2 separate regions of the Gasterosteus aculeatus genome follow, and region 2 is linked to region 1. Evidence: chromatin contacts called from public Hi-C data. All regions are on one chromosome and are shown on one strand. Each heading gives the region's core, a stretch centred on a gene start, on an enhancer-like site or on the middle of the called end of the contact. The rest is flanking DNA. Distances are from core to core; before and after follow the strand shown. Region 1 holds the start of plxna1b (plexin A1b). Region 2 overlaps plxna1b (plexin A1b).

Region 1 (7,067 bases), core at 2,818-5,317:
GAGGTGTTAGCACCATGAGAGCTGTGTGTGTGTGTGTGTCTCTCTATAACAGGGCCTTCGGGTAGAGCCCTGCTGCTGGTCCCTCTTTAGTGCGTTTTAATATTGTTGCTGCTTTGTAGCTCCCTCGCTGCAGGGCGCCACACAAACCCCAGAGACCAAGAAAAAACACTCAGAGAGAGAGAGAGAGAGGATGGGAAAAGGATGGAGAGGTGACAACACAGAGAATCGGGAGAGAAACCAGGACGGAAAGAAGTAAAAACCCAAGCAGGATCTTGAAAAGAGGTGTTGGAGAAAAACAAGAGAACCAAGCAAAACAGTCTGGGAGCGCAGCGCCGGCAACACGGCTAACCTCTTTAGCAAGACTGACACAAATGAAAAGTTATGTAATAAAAACACAGCATCTCCGTTGGCTATGATATGAAAGCTGATGCATCACGGCGCCGCCGTGCCAAGGAGGCCTCTGCGTACCCGACACTCTCACGCATAAACCCTGTAGTGGTTCCTCTTGCACTCGCAGTGAATTCTTCTGCATGCACCGAGCCACGGGAGACTAGCAATCCCCTTGGAAATGTACCGGAGACACAGTTGAAAGTTAGGAGGAGAGTCTGGACACAGAGAGAGAGAAGCAGAGGATGACGAGGGAAGAGACGAGACAAAGAGACGAATGAACGAAAAGACTGGAGGCAAGAAGAACGGCAGAGAGAGAGGAAGTGCCTAAACATGAGGTTCTCATGCTGGTGAAGAAAGTCCAGCGGTAAGGGAAAATGGAAAAGATTTTGCAGTGCAGCCACACACACACACACACACACACACACACACACACACACACACACACACACACACACACACACACTGTGAACACAGTACATATATCTACTACTGGCGGGAAAGCAATGAATCACAGTGAAAAATACAATTATGCTCATCAAGTCCTATTAAACAGTTCAGATGATGCAGAACAGTAGCATTTCCCTCCAACTGAGAAAGACCATTGCGAGAAATAATTTCTTCTCCTTTAATTTGATATATATATATATATATATATATATATATATATTTTATAAATAAATGATATAATACACACAACAAGACTAGTTATTTGGGGAGCCAAGTGGCAGTTCTCACTTGAGCTCTTCTGGTCTTCCTCCATCTGAGATCTAATTAGACCTTGAATACGCCAGTCACTGAAAGGTCCCGAGGAATGCGATGGGGGGGGGGGAGTGGGGGCGGGATCGCACAAAGGCAGGACCGGCGGGGTGCAAAGTGCACGTCAGCTTGAATTCCAAAGTTTGAACATCACAGATTTACCCTTCACGGCAGCAGCCGGACGGGACGGGGCAGACTTTCAAAATGCATGACACCGCTGCATATGGTGGGGCAGATTTTTATCATAATTGGGGAAGATTGAGGCAAATTGCTGGTCATTTTCTGGCTGGGTTGCCAGCTTTCATGTGAAATACCATGCAAGGCCGCCGTTTTACCCCCCCCCACACACACAAATTAAATCTGTGGCTCTCAGCTGTAAAAGAAACATTGGCCAAATTACCTGTTTCAGACTTCATGAGCAAATACAGAATCCCTTTGGGTTCATTTCTAAAGCATTGCATTAAGACATACATCACTTTATTTAATACTCTGCGCTATTTGCAAGTTTGCTGTGTTGTGTTAGATTCTTAATAAAGTTAGAAAAAAACATTTACGGCAAACCAATGATCATGAAGACACTCATTTAACGTTGGACATGGAACATGGAATCTGCATGTCGCTAAATGGCAAACTAAGATCGGCTTGTGCCATTCTGAAGGAGGATCCTACCGGACCACAGACCACTGCAACCTGCCGTTCTGCCAAGGAACCTGCCAAAAACCACTGCAACCTGCCGTTCTAACAAAGGAGCCTACCACCGACCACTGCAACCTGCCGTTCTAACAAAGGAGCCTACCACCGACCACTGCAACCTGCCGTTCTGACAAAGGAACCTGCCACCGACCATCGGAACCTGCCGTTCTGACAAAGGAACCTGCCACAGACCATCGGAACCTGCCGTTCTGACAAAGGAACCTGCCACAGACCATCGGAACCTGCCGCTCAGACAAAGGATCCTGCCACCGACCACTTTTTTTTGCAGTAGCACCGGCGCTACTGCAAAGAGTTCGGTCTCCATTACCGCCGCTCCTGGCCCTCGTTCACACACTGGTGTGAAGTCAGGATCTGGGTGGAAGGAGTCGGGTGCACCTCCACTGTGCGGCTGGCGGCCTGTCAGTCCTTCGTGGAATGATTTAAAGCCGTGGGACTGGGCACCGGCTCTTAAACAAACACTCACGTCACGGTTCACATCCCGCATCATTTAAATGGGAACCCGCTGCCCACCGCATTTAACTGTCAATAAGGAGCTGCCGCTTGACTGGGCTGAGGGACAAAAAGAAAAAATGGGTCAAGTCACTTCTGATAAAGAGTTACCACGTTAGTCACGTGACGCCCGTGTCCTGTGGGGGTGTTGGGGTGGTGCCAAAGGATACATCCATCAACGCTGCCATGTCTGTATCAACTACTAAATACAAACCAGGACTCCCTTCATATTTCAGTGATTATTTGTTTTAGAGGGAAGGGGAGGGGGAGTGATGGGCTGCAGTCTGGTCCCCCCCCCCCCCCCCACTCACCCATCAAAATAGGTTAAAATGATGTCCCTTACTCTTCTAATATGATTTATGAATCCACAATCCGTGGGTCACTAGCGCGCGGGGGTCGGCGTGGGAAGTGTAATTTGATTTTATTTTTTTATTTTTTTCTAATACTAAAAAGGGGAAAGAACTGAGGAGAATCCGATGGAGCAATGAGAGCATTTTGAATAGCTTGACAAGCAATGCGCACTCTACACACCCACAGACAGCACTCACAAAGCGCCTCTCGTTCGTTAGCACGTTAACGCGCCTTTCACACCACGCCGACGCAATTTACAATTCATTCAAAGCTAATAGCTCAATCGATTGCTTTTCTTCTAAAGCGAGCACCCAGAGGAGAAATCACACACACACACCTCCACCCTTAGAGGTCCGTTTAGGAAAGCCTATGCAGGGTCGGTACAAGTGTAAAGAACAAATAAACAAGAACGAGGTGGGGGGGGGGGGGGGGTTAAATCCACGCAGCCTCCACGGACTATTCATCCGCGCGTGAGCGTCGGGGCGGCGGGTACCTGAGCCCGCGGGTGTGCGTGTGCTGCCGTTGCCTCTCCCGAGGCGGTGCAACAGCCACACGCACCCTCCGCCGGCTCGGTACCCGCACCGGTAGCTTGTATTTTATTAGAAAAAACTCCACATGTTACTCGTGCGGCGAAGAACTCCCAAATGAGGAAAAGTCGCTTTCTTTTTACTGTGGCCGGAGTCAAACCAGACAAAACTCACCTCGCGCTGCACCAAATCCGGGTTACTTGCAAAAAATAGTTCGCTCCCCGGGTGCGAACCACGAAATTATTCAGTAAGATATGTTCGAATTAATTTAATTAGTTCGTTAAATCGCCGTTCGGCGTCCAGACCATCCGCAGTTTGTTGCGGATCGATCCGACTGGTGGTCACACCGGAGTGCGCGTTCAACACCGCGCAACCACACGCACACACACACAAGCGCGCCCATTACTGGATATCGGAGGAACTCTACGGTTCCTCTTCGTGCCCGTTTCACTGCAACCAAAACCAAGGCTGGAGGCTCGAGCTCTTCAAACTCGTGAGGGAAACCAGACGCCCGAGAGCGGAGAAGAAGCAAGTGGGGGAGGACGGGGGGGCGACGGAGGGAAACAACGACAAACTCCCCGCACAGAGCAATGGAGAGACAGAAACAAATATTTAAGCCGGCTCCCTACAAACCGCCGCTCCTTACACGTGAAAAATAAAAAAACAAAATCCTTCGCCGCAGTTTCCACGGTACTTACAGGTTCAAGTGATCCGGAGGTTAGATATCCTTTCCATGGTTTTAAATTCCAAAACTTCGGGACATTCCACTGTGGTCACGGAGCGGCGGGGCTCTCTCTCCGGCGGCTCCCTACGCGTGAATGGAGAGGAGAGGAATGCAACTCCGGCTTCAGGAGGAGGGAGGAGGCGCTCCGCTGCTGCAGTACCGCACGTGGCCTATAGAGGGCGGCCCCGGGCCGACGGGGACACGTGGGAGACACGCATTTCATTCATTCGCACAAATAATTTATTTCATGTAATGGACGCGCGCATGGACTCGGCTCCATTATCTATTGGTTTGGTTAAGTTATTATTGAAGATGACTTATGTCAGTCATATGTTATTGCGATGAATTCATGATATGGTCTGAGATATTATATTATTTTCTGTACAGTGAAGTTCAAGATTTTTAAAATATCATCATAATGCCTAGACTGTAGTGTACAATATAAAACGGAGTTCTCTTTCAGTTATATTCCAACCTGAAGCTAATCTAAATAAGTCAATCATAGACATTGTTAATGTGTACTACCAATCCAACAACAGTTAACAGAATCATCTTTGTTGTCATTGTGATCCAAAGGGCGTGTTGTGGTCTACAGGCTATTGTTGGGAGGGGGAGGGGTGAAAACAAATATTTGCTGGACAAATGAGTGCTATTGGTAGCGAGAGTAAAGCTAGTTTAGCTAGGAGGCAGAATATTGGACACATGCAGGTTAAATCAGAAAACATCAACGCAAAATATGTACTGAATCGTGTTTGAAATATAAACTGCCCTGGGAGATCTTGGAAGACGTGTTTGGATGTGAGTTCCCCAAAACAAGACGGGCTCCTTAATTAAATGAGGAGGCCCCGGGCCTGGCTGTCACATCCCCTCAGCTGACACATTCCCACTGACTAACTTGCACTCAGGTTGACAGATTTTGGATACAAGCTGCGCCCGTGAGGCCATCCAACCAACTTTTAAATCTCCCTAATTTCTTATGAAAAGACCGTTAAAGTGACTTTGAAAGCTCAATTTCAGTATTCATCACGCAGTCAATGACTAACCTGAGCCGGGACAAATTGCGTTTTGGGCACTGTTCCACGTTATCTCTGCGGCAAGGAAGCTTTTGGTATAACTGAGCTATTCAAACAGGCAGCTCAGGTTACCAATTGCACTCAGGAGAGCAGAGAGCAAGATCTGGCAATAACCACACCACCTGGCCCCGTACTCTGAGTGTGTGTGAGGGAGCGTGTGTGTGTGTCTGTGTGTGTTTCAGAGAGGTAGTGTATATTTGATTGAGACGGACAAAGACATTTGTGTGTGTTATGTGCATAAAAGAGCAGCTGAATTTGCAGCACTTGCCAGGACATTTCCCCACGGTCTCTCACACCACCCAGCAGTCAATAGTTTCCAAAAGCCCACTGTTTGCCATTAGAAATGGTTGGTTTTGCCATAGTACTGCTGAGAGATTAGGACTCACTTACCATGTGAAAGGCCTCTGGACAAAGCGGCTCCCTATCATGCACTTAAACACTAACACATTGATTAGCTCGGAGTTAGTGTGGTTTGCGTCCATCCAGTTCCTCTTCAGGCCCACTGTAAATTCTCATGGGAATATTTTCAAACAGAATAAAATGCATCCGACTGAGCACAACATTATTTCTGTGCAAGCCAGGATGAAAAGACATGCATGCAAAATGGACTCTGTTTCCTTTCTGTTGAACCCAGTTGTATTTTAACGTAGCGAATTATAATACAGCCACAATAAAGACACAGCAACCGACATGTGCTTTAATAAAACGGTTCTCCTTTTCTATATACTTGTTGAAGGTGTTTTTTCTTAAAGAGACAGATTAATCCTGGCCGTCATGATTTGACTAGACAGTGCACAGGACGAGCAGCTTGGGCTGAAAGCACAGAGAATATTAAATAAGGGCGTGCATGGCAGTTTGGTGGTTTGCTGCTGGTTTGCTCTCTATTTGCCTTTTTCTTTCTTATCCATGCACTATTAATGGGACTGTGTTTGGCAAAAAGAACAAACATATAAAGTGAAGACAGAGATACAATAACTGACTGATCAGAGAGAAAAGAGTCCCAGTTGCCGTTGGAAAGAACACAGTGAATACACAAACCGAAATCTGTGAAGACACACACACACACACACACATATGTTCACATAGAAACAACAAAATAAGGATGTGTGTGTTAGTGCAGTGCAACCACAAACAAAGAAACGTGTTTTCTTTAGCCTTTTTATCTACACTGTCGACACATCCACATTCTCCTAAAAATATGCAAAACACAGGTGGATACTGCTTTTATGATGTAAAAATTAAGTTAACAGTGATAACAAATAAACCGGTACTAATGCGCCCTTTAAACAAACTGATGTTTTAACCCCCATACCTGACAGATGACCAGCGTTTGTTTTTCACCAGTGGCATCGCTTTTACTGCCCATGAAACTTGATCCTTCTTTCTCAAAAGGGAAAAAAAAAAAACATCTGATCTGTGCTAATTATTTGAAAGTAAGCAGTTTTAGCCAGCTGGTGAAGTGCAGCTCCTGTGGCCGTGTAGCCTGAGGTGGCGTAGCTCTAACTGAACAGGTGATGACTCATTGATTGGATAACAACAAGATGGCTGACTGTCAGCTAGCACAGTTGTAGGATCCCACCCGGCTAGACCGGTCCGATCTGTTTGTACAGTCGCTCCAATCCCAAGTCAGCCTCAGCCGCCACATCTGGTGTGATAGCAGTGTCTTGGAAAAGCGGTCTAATACAAACAATACATATCGCCATAATACTCCCCCAAAAATGTTGAGATCAGATGACAATACAATGTTTTCTTCCAAATCTGCTAAAATACCTTTTCAAGTCAGTAGATACATAAATACATTTGTTTGGTATCTTTTGTCCACGTTTAGGCACAGGCTAAAATATTTGAATTACAAGGACATAATGGCATCCTTCATATTAAAGGGATTCCCTCAGTCGGCTGTTGTTTTTTCTAGTATCGTGTAATTACGACAACATGTGTTCCTGTGTCCTATTGTCCCATTACTCTGGATGTTTAGTCACCTCATAGATCATAAGATTCAGAACTTTCAATTGAACCACAATGACCATAACATCTTATTAT
Region 2 (7,067 bases), core at 2,393-4,892, 130 kb before region 1:
GAAGTTCAAGGGGAAAGGTGAAATGATAAAAGCCAGACTGAATGGGGGGGACCAAGCATTTATGAATGCACTCTGGACTCAAATGCATACTACTTCAATAGCAAAGAGTAAGCAAGTCTATGACGTCTCACTTTAGAAGTTATCTGATAATACTCTGAGCAGTGGGCATAGCATGGGTCCACTTTATAAACATGATTTTCCTTTACACCAGATTGTAAAGGAGGGTGTTATGGAAGAGACTTGATTTCTTAAAGGTCTCCAAACCCCAGGAGAGAAAGCAGCCAAAGAGACAACATCTTTCATGGTTGAGGGACATCTGACAGATAGCCGTGTTGAAAGAAAAGTCCAGAAAAGAGGAAGAAGGTTGCCAACATTCTGTCCAGGGTTGAGCAAATCATTTCAAAGACCCGTCAGCCTGTTATTGGTCTTGCTGGATAATGACTTGGAGGTCGCAGAACTATTTGCAAAATAATCATTTGCAATCTTTTTAATGTTGCTTACAATACTCAACATCACTGGTACCTCAGTTCTGTACTATTACTGATCTTCTATAGTTTCAACTAAGTTCTAGCACGCAGCTAACCTGCTTTTGAGTCCTTATGAGTTTTAGGATATATATATATATATATTTACACCTTTACAGTGTAGCCTTTGTTGAAAAGCCTTGATGTAAAAACCCCGCAAACTCCAACCTGACATTATTCCCTCAGAAGTATGAATCATTTCCCCCCCTCTCCTTTGAAAGGAGAGAGGACAGACATCAGAAATAATGTGTGAAAGATGATGCAAGAAAGGAGACCGGACGCGACAGAAAACGGAAAGAAATGTTGAAAAACTAAATGAGAGGTAAGAGGAAAAAGATGTGAGAGGGGAAGTTGAAAACCAAAAACAAGGAATAGAAGAAAAAAAAAAAAGGATGTGATGGATGTAAAGCAAAACCAGATAGAGACAGGGCCAAAACAGATCAATGCTTAGAGCACAAGTCAATTTACCTTGAGTATGAGTGGTGAGCTGGGCTTCAGCTCCAGCATGCCCGAGGGGCTCAGAGGTTCAAACACAGGGTCCGGGTGGTAGCTAAAAGTCTCGTTTACCACCAGCACGGAGCGCACGTCGTCCATGACAAAGCCGATCTCATCAGGACTGCTGCCCGACTCCAAGAAGCCTTTGTCAGATCCTGCCACAGAGGGCGCCAGACACACCATCACAGTGTTGTTGAGCACCGTGCAGTTCTAGAGAAGGGGGGAGCAAACAGGGAAAGACGGGGAAGAAAGGAGGGAGTAGAAGTGAAAATGGGGAAGATGGGAGTGAGAATAGTGAATAGTAGATAAAATATCTACTTTCTATATAAGTTTGATGTGGAGACCTAATTTTCTATTAGAGAAAGTTTTAAACATTTTTCACGCTGTTTGCTGTAAAGGCAAGAAGAAGAAAAAGTACATTTCACAATAATCATGAAAAATAATGTGTTAACTAATTTGTAATCAAAAACAATTATAACCGCTGAAACACTGTAATGTGATACGAGTGATTAAATGTCTCCATAACGACATAATGAGGAAGAGGCTGGCTTAATAACATCAGTGTTGTAATCAGTGTTGATATTATCTTGAAATCCCCTGTGGGGTTCGACACTTGAATCAGTCACCGAAGAACAAATTAGACTGTAATGACTCACGGAGAAGCAGGAGAGGTCAGCCTGTAGCAGTTTATAAATAATACAGCACGGCTAAAGAGATCGCTGAATAGCTTTACATTATGTCCTGTGTGTCTGATACGAAAACGCTCACACACACAAAGGCACAGAACAAAACTGTGTTTATATGTCAACAGAAACATTAACCGAGCAGAATAAAAATGACTGCAGAGAGGTTGACAAAGGAGACAGAAAGGATATTTTTACTTTCAGCCGTGAGCGGGAGAAAGGTTAGCTGAGCCCCGTGGTGCTAGGTGAAGAGAGAGGGATTTGCCAGAGCCGCTTTATTGCTGGTTGACATTTCAAAGGTTAAACTGCTAAAAGGAAATTCAACATCAAAAACAAACAGAAAACGGGCCCATGGCTGGTTGACCGACGGGTCAGGTGTGTGCGTGTGTGTCCGTTTCCGTGTCCCAGGCGAGAGTGTTTTGCCTGAAAATGAGATTTTCCACAGAGAGGGAGGCAGCAGAGACAGTGGGAGAGGGAGCGAGAGACACCTGTGCGTCTATATTGGTCTCATTCCGTTTCACTTGCCAAGTCATGTCATTGCTTTTTTTGTTTTGTCAATAAAAACTCTGTGTGGGTGTCTGGATCCGACCACTTACATTTTCTGACTTGGCAGCTCCATACTTGGCTCTCATTTTGGGCTCCTTGATGGTGTCCAGATTGGTTCCAGTTATGGTCAACATGGTTCCTCCACTAAAACAGAAAAGACATCAGGACAAACACAATTTATATAATACTACTGGGTAGATTAAAATCATTGTGTGTGCACTTATGTGTCACCTATGTGCCTCGCGAGGAACCTTTTGGGGCCTTGCAGGGTCAAGTGCATACACAAATCAGCCAGCTTCCAGTAGAAGAGGCCTCTCTAGAAGGCGATATACCATTAATGTTCACTCCTGCTGTAACCTTCCGTCTGCTCATTCACGGGATCCCATTTTCAGGTAATGATAGCCTTCGCACGAATCTTAAAAGCTGCTTTGAACCAATATGGGGGCTGAAGGGAAGAATAAGCGAATGTGCAGTATTATTCCTGAGAGCCAAAGCGTTTGGCCTCTCCTGGGGAGATTTTTGTATCGTGTATTAAAGTGGCACTGCGGTATTTTAAAGTATGAGCTTCGTTCAGCGAATGCACGCTGTCAGTGATCTCACATCTACTGTAACCTTTACCACCTGTGACCTATTCAGGTCTCCGTGACGCTGACCCGCCGAGACATGGCTAATACTGGCCAGAGTCCTATTCCCCCACTCTGCCTCCTCGACAGCCTCTGCTGGCCTGATAGGCTGAACTTTATCTGACGTGAAGTTTTCTGACAGCAGCTAAATAAGCATACAACATAAAAACTGGATCGGGGTGAAGCCAAGCTTGAGGCCCTGTGCCACTGTGAGTCACCACTGGCACCAATGAACACAAACAGCAAGTGATACGCTTGCTGGCGGATTGCTAGGTTTCAGACACGCAATGATACGCCTTGGAAAAAAGATCCACATGAATATCAACTAATTCAGCGGCTCTGGCATTTCGGAGAGAACTGAGAACTAGAATTTGCCAACGTAACATCGACTGCATGATGGACTAGAGCCTCTTATATTTTAAACATACATGTTCCCTCAAACAAAACCTCTACACCCAGGCGGTGTCTTTGCGTTACTGAGGCCCGATTGAGTCCGTATTTAAGGCCAGTTTCCGACCAGGCAGATGTCAAAGTGGTGAATAGAGTCTGGTGTGAAAAGCAAGCAGACAAAAAGAGATCTACACCCATCACACCTTGGCTGGGGGAGGGGAGGGGGAGTGGGGACCAGAGAGCTGAGAACATGCAGAGGGAAGTGTGAACATGCAGTAGCTCAAGATCAGATACAAAATCATCTTTGTATGATATGTAGCATCCCCTCAACAGAGAAGTTGTGTGAGAATGATGATAATCCTTTCCTCACATCCACTGCACACTTCATGGGTGTACCGAGTGAACTGTGCTGCACTGTGTAAACAAATTGGAGTGTCACACAATCTCCACAGTGCCATCCCAGTCCGTTGTTTACCGCAAGAACCTCTTCCTGAAGGAACAAGTCAGAGGCATGTCAGATTTGTGCTTTGAACAACGAAGGCTCGGCGCTGTTTGAAATCGCCCCGTCAAAAGAGGTCACCAAAGGGTACACAAAGACAAAATAGCCTGGCAGATCAAAGCGTGATTGGCCATGAGAACAATGCACCTCCTCCCCTGTGAGCGCTGAGTGAAACACCAAACACGAGCAGAGTACCGAGCTTATTTTCCCCCCGAAGGTGGGAGCCAACAGTTTCATTCGCCATTCCCCCTGCTTACCCCCAAAGGCTTCACGCACGCCATTACAAACGAGACTCCTCGTCTGCTCACACTTCTTTTGCATGACTAGAGACTTATCTGGGCCATCCTAAGAGGGGAAGCTCCTAAATTAAAACCATACCAAACCGTAAAAAAAAAAAAAAAAAAAACGTACTGAATACCCAAAATTGCTTTAATTACAAAACAAGAAATATATGACTCGCCTTCTTGATAGGCTTTTCCATGAGTCTTGCGTGTGTTGCAGAGCAATTCACCTCCAGAACAGGTGGAGTAACGTTATATGTCGAAGACGACCTAGAGAGTCACGTCTTTGTGGAAGTCGTTGGTTTTTGACGCAAGCCTAGAAAAATGGGTCAACGCACGCAAGCAGGTGTGAAAAGGCACGCAAGGGACACGCAAGGGTCCCCTGCGTGTCCTTGCGTCTCTCTGAAAACGCAGAAGCATAAACTAGGCTTCAGACATGCAACTTGGGCAAGTGATGTCGGCTGTTCTGTTGGATTCTCCCAATATTTGAATAGTAGCTTGTTTTTTGGATTATAAGAAAAAGCAAGAGTAAAAAAAGCCTAGAAAACTTTCAACATGTTCCTGAAATGATACTTTTGAAGTAAATGAGACATGAACAGTGTGTGTTTGTGCTTCCTTTCTGAGCTGAGGAGTAGAAGAGTTTCTAGGTCACGCAAGTGAGCCCATTAGCACTTGGTAGCTCCAAGCTTCTTCTCTTTTCTCCACAACACAGCTTGTGTTTGCACAAGAAATCTTCCCGCGGGTGTGTAGTCTCATTTCAATAAGTCAAGTAATATTTACAGATACATCTCTGCTGCAACTCAACTGTAGCAGTGCACTGCTTCAGGAACCGCTTTCACTGCTCCTCCTGCTCTCGACGATTTACTTTCAAAAATAAGTAAAGTATGAAAGTGGAGTAGAATGTAGTTCTTTTTTTTGGACTCAGTATGCTTGTGTAATAATACATTCAGGGATCATATTTCTACCAGGCGTTAATGGTTCGAACATCCACCAACAAGTTCAATAATGGATTAATGCATTTGTATCTGTTCTAAAGAGGTTCATCAAGCATGATTGGAGATCAAACACTGTATTGATTTGAAGTCCAGACATCTAAATGTTTGTAGGACATTTTACAAATGAATTCTGGTGGAATTAGCGGTTTGGCGCAGGAGAGCTTGAAAAATAGACCAATTTATGCCGATATCAGCCAGTTTGCAAAGGTTTGCAAACTGGCTGATATCGGCCATATCTGAGCTGATATCGGAGCTATTCACCTCGAAATCACTGTTTGGTTGACATACGCAATGCATGAAAAGTGAGAATGAATCAATAAGGCAGTCTTGGTTTTGCCATCACTGGAAGCTTATTTGCAACACGTAGCTTGCACCTTCACACAACAGGAAAAGCCCGTGTTGTGTCCTTACCTGGCGATGCTCCAGTCGGGCTCGATCTTGAGGATGGTGGGATCGTCAGAGTAGTTGAACTTGACCTCCGGGTTCCTCAGCTCAGCAGAGTTGATATCCACCATGACCGGGGTGGTACCTGGGGTTTGTCCCGCCGGAGTCACACACACAATCTCCTTGTTGCCCCGCCTAGAAGAGCAGGAGATGAAGTTGGGAGGGCAGGAGAGATAGTTAGAGACATTACATTGAAATGTTGCTGATGGTTTAAGTATTTGGGAGCTGACTCTCTGACAGATGCACAGAATACAAATTTAGGTGAGCGCAGAAAAAAAGAAATTCTTAATCATCCCTAAAATAACTCCTGAATTATTTATCAGACGCGACAAAAAGGCGCACACACACACACACACACACACACACACACACAGACAGACAGACAGACAGAGGGGACGGTCGCCCAACCTCAAGGCCGACATCTTTCAGCGTGTCCAGCCGTGGTTTCATCAGCCCGAATCACAGAGTACTGTACTTCAAAGCGCTCCCTCTTTCTCTCTCTCGCCCCCTCCTCCTTTATGTCTCTGTCTGTCCTTCCCTCCTGTGCTTCCTCTGGCTGATCTGAAGATCTGAAGTGGCAGATCAGGCTGGTCGTCTCTCTCTGTCTGATGTAACTCCCTTCCTGGAAGACGGGCAGCTGTGACCTGCTGCTAAACTCTGCGCCCCGCTGCAGTGGCTCATTCCACCGTCCCCTACCCCCGTCAGGACGTGTGACATTTTGATCATGGGTAGAACAAGCTGATCCGTACACAAATCCTCCCCCGTCATCTGCTGTGAAAGCGAAATCAACAGAAAGAAAGAAGATGATGGAAAATATGACTTTTATCGCCGCAGCTTGGCGTGGGCTGGGATTGGGTACAGAGTGGAGAAAAGCAAAGACCGGGGGAACCGGGCGTTTTTTGGCCACACATCGCCGCTCTCTCCAAGAGGCGATTCTCGACAGCGTCCTCGAAAGGAAACAGGACTGAAGACGGAGTGCAGAAAGAAGGAAAATATGGAAAAAAATTGACATTCCACTAGTGCCACGTCTCCATGGCAACCATTCTCACAACACGGTCGCTGCTGAGAGCGCTTGTGGTGCCGCGTACGTATTTCTGACAAGGTTGCGGCCACACAAAAGAAAGCCAAGAGGGGACACGGAAAGAAAGAAAAGAGAAGGAAAGGAATGGGGTTGCAGGCGGAGATAAGAGGATGAGTGACTCGGGGTAAATAGGTTTTGATTGAAGTGGAGGCCCTGTTGAATACGAAGACACATTAAAAAAGATGGACTCAAACAGTTCATTACTTTGGCCATAAAGGTTATTGCTGCTCAGTGAATGAAAGGCCAAGACTATTATGTTCACCTTACTTGGGATGTGCTTCAGAGCTTTAAATTGGCCTTTACTTTCTTTTGATGATATATAAAGAACTTGATAGGTCCGAGCTCATTAGTTTAACCTGTCACTTGTTGCCTGGGAGTAGAGAACGACTATAATTAAAACACCGGTGTTATAAAGAAATGTGTTCTAAAAATAGAGACAAGAAAGGGAGAAACAAGAGAAACTGGACTAGTGCCTCAGCTACAACGGAAAAACGTAAACGTGTTCT

What was found. A called contact is a pair of places that touch in the nucleus more often than the background predicts.
Region 2: a Hi-C map of liver shows a contact between it and region 1, with 2.7 times the contacts expected there. The contact joins the enhancer-like site here to the promoter of plxna1b in region 1. A contact is called at or near these places in 4 of 6 Hi-C or Micro-C datasets (liver, skeletal muscle, tail fin and 1 more).

Annotation. Positions count from the first base shown.
Region 1 is chr17:14,387,317-14,394,383 of fGasAcu3.hap1.1, reverse strand. plxna1b (plexin A1b) reads right to left here and starts at 4,067. Exons shown (of 32, transcript XM_040203502.2): 1 at 3,926-4,067.
Region 2 is chr17:14,520,661-14,527,727 of fGasAcu3.hap1.1, reverse strand. plxna1b (plexin A1b) reads right to left here. Exons shown (of 32, transcript XM_040203502.2): 16 at 5,448-5,615; 17 at 2,299-2,392; 18 at 993-1,229. Among protein-coding and RNA genes, the nearest start is that of LOC144388972, 39 kb to the left of the region's middle. Within about 2 kb of position 3,642, at least 1 of the 9 cell types and tissues checked has open chromatin away from gene starts, as enhancers often do. A contact at or near this core is called in liver, where this site is marked.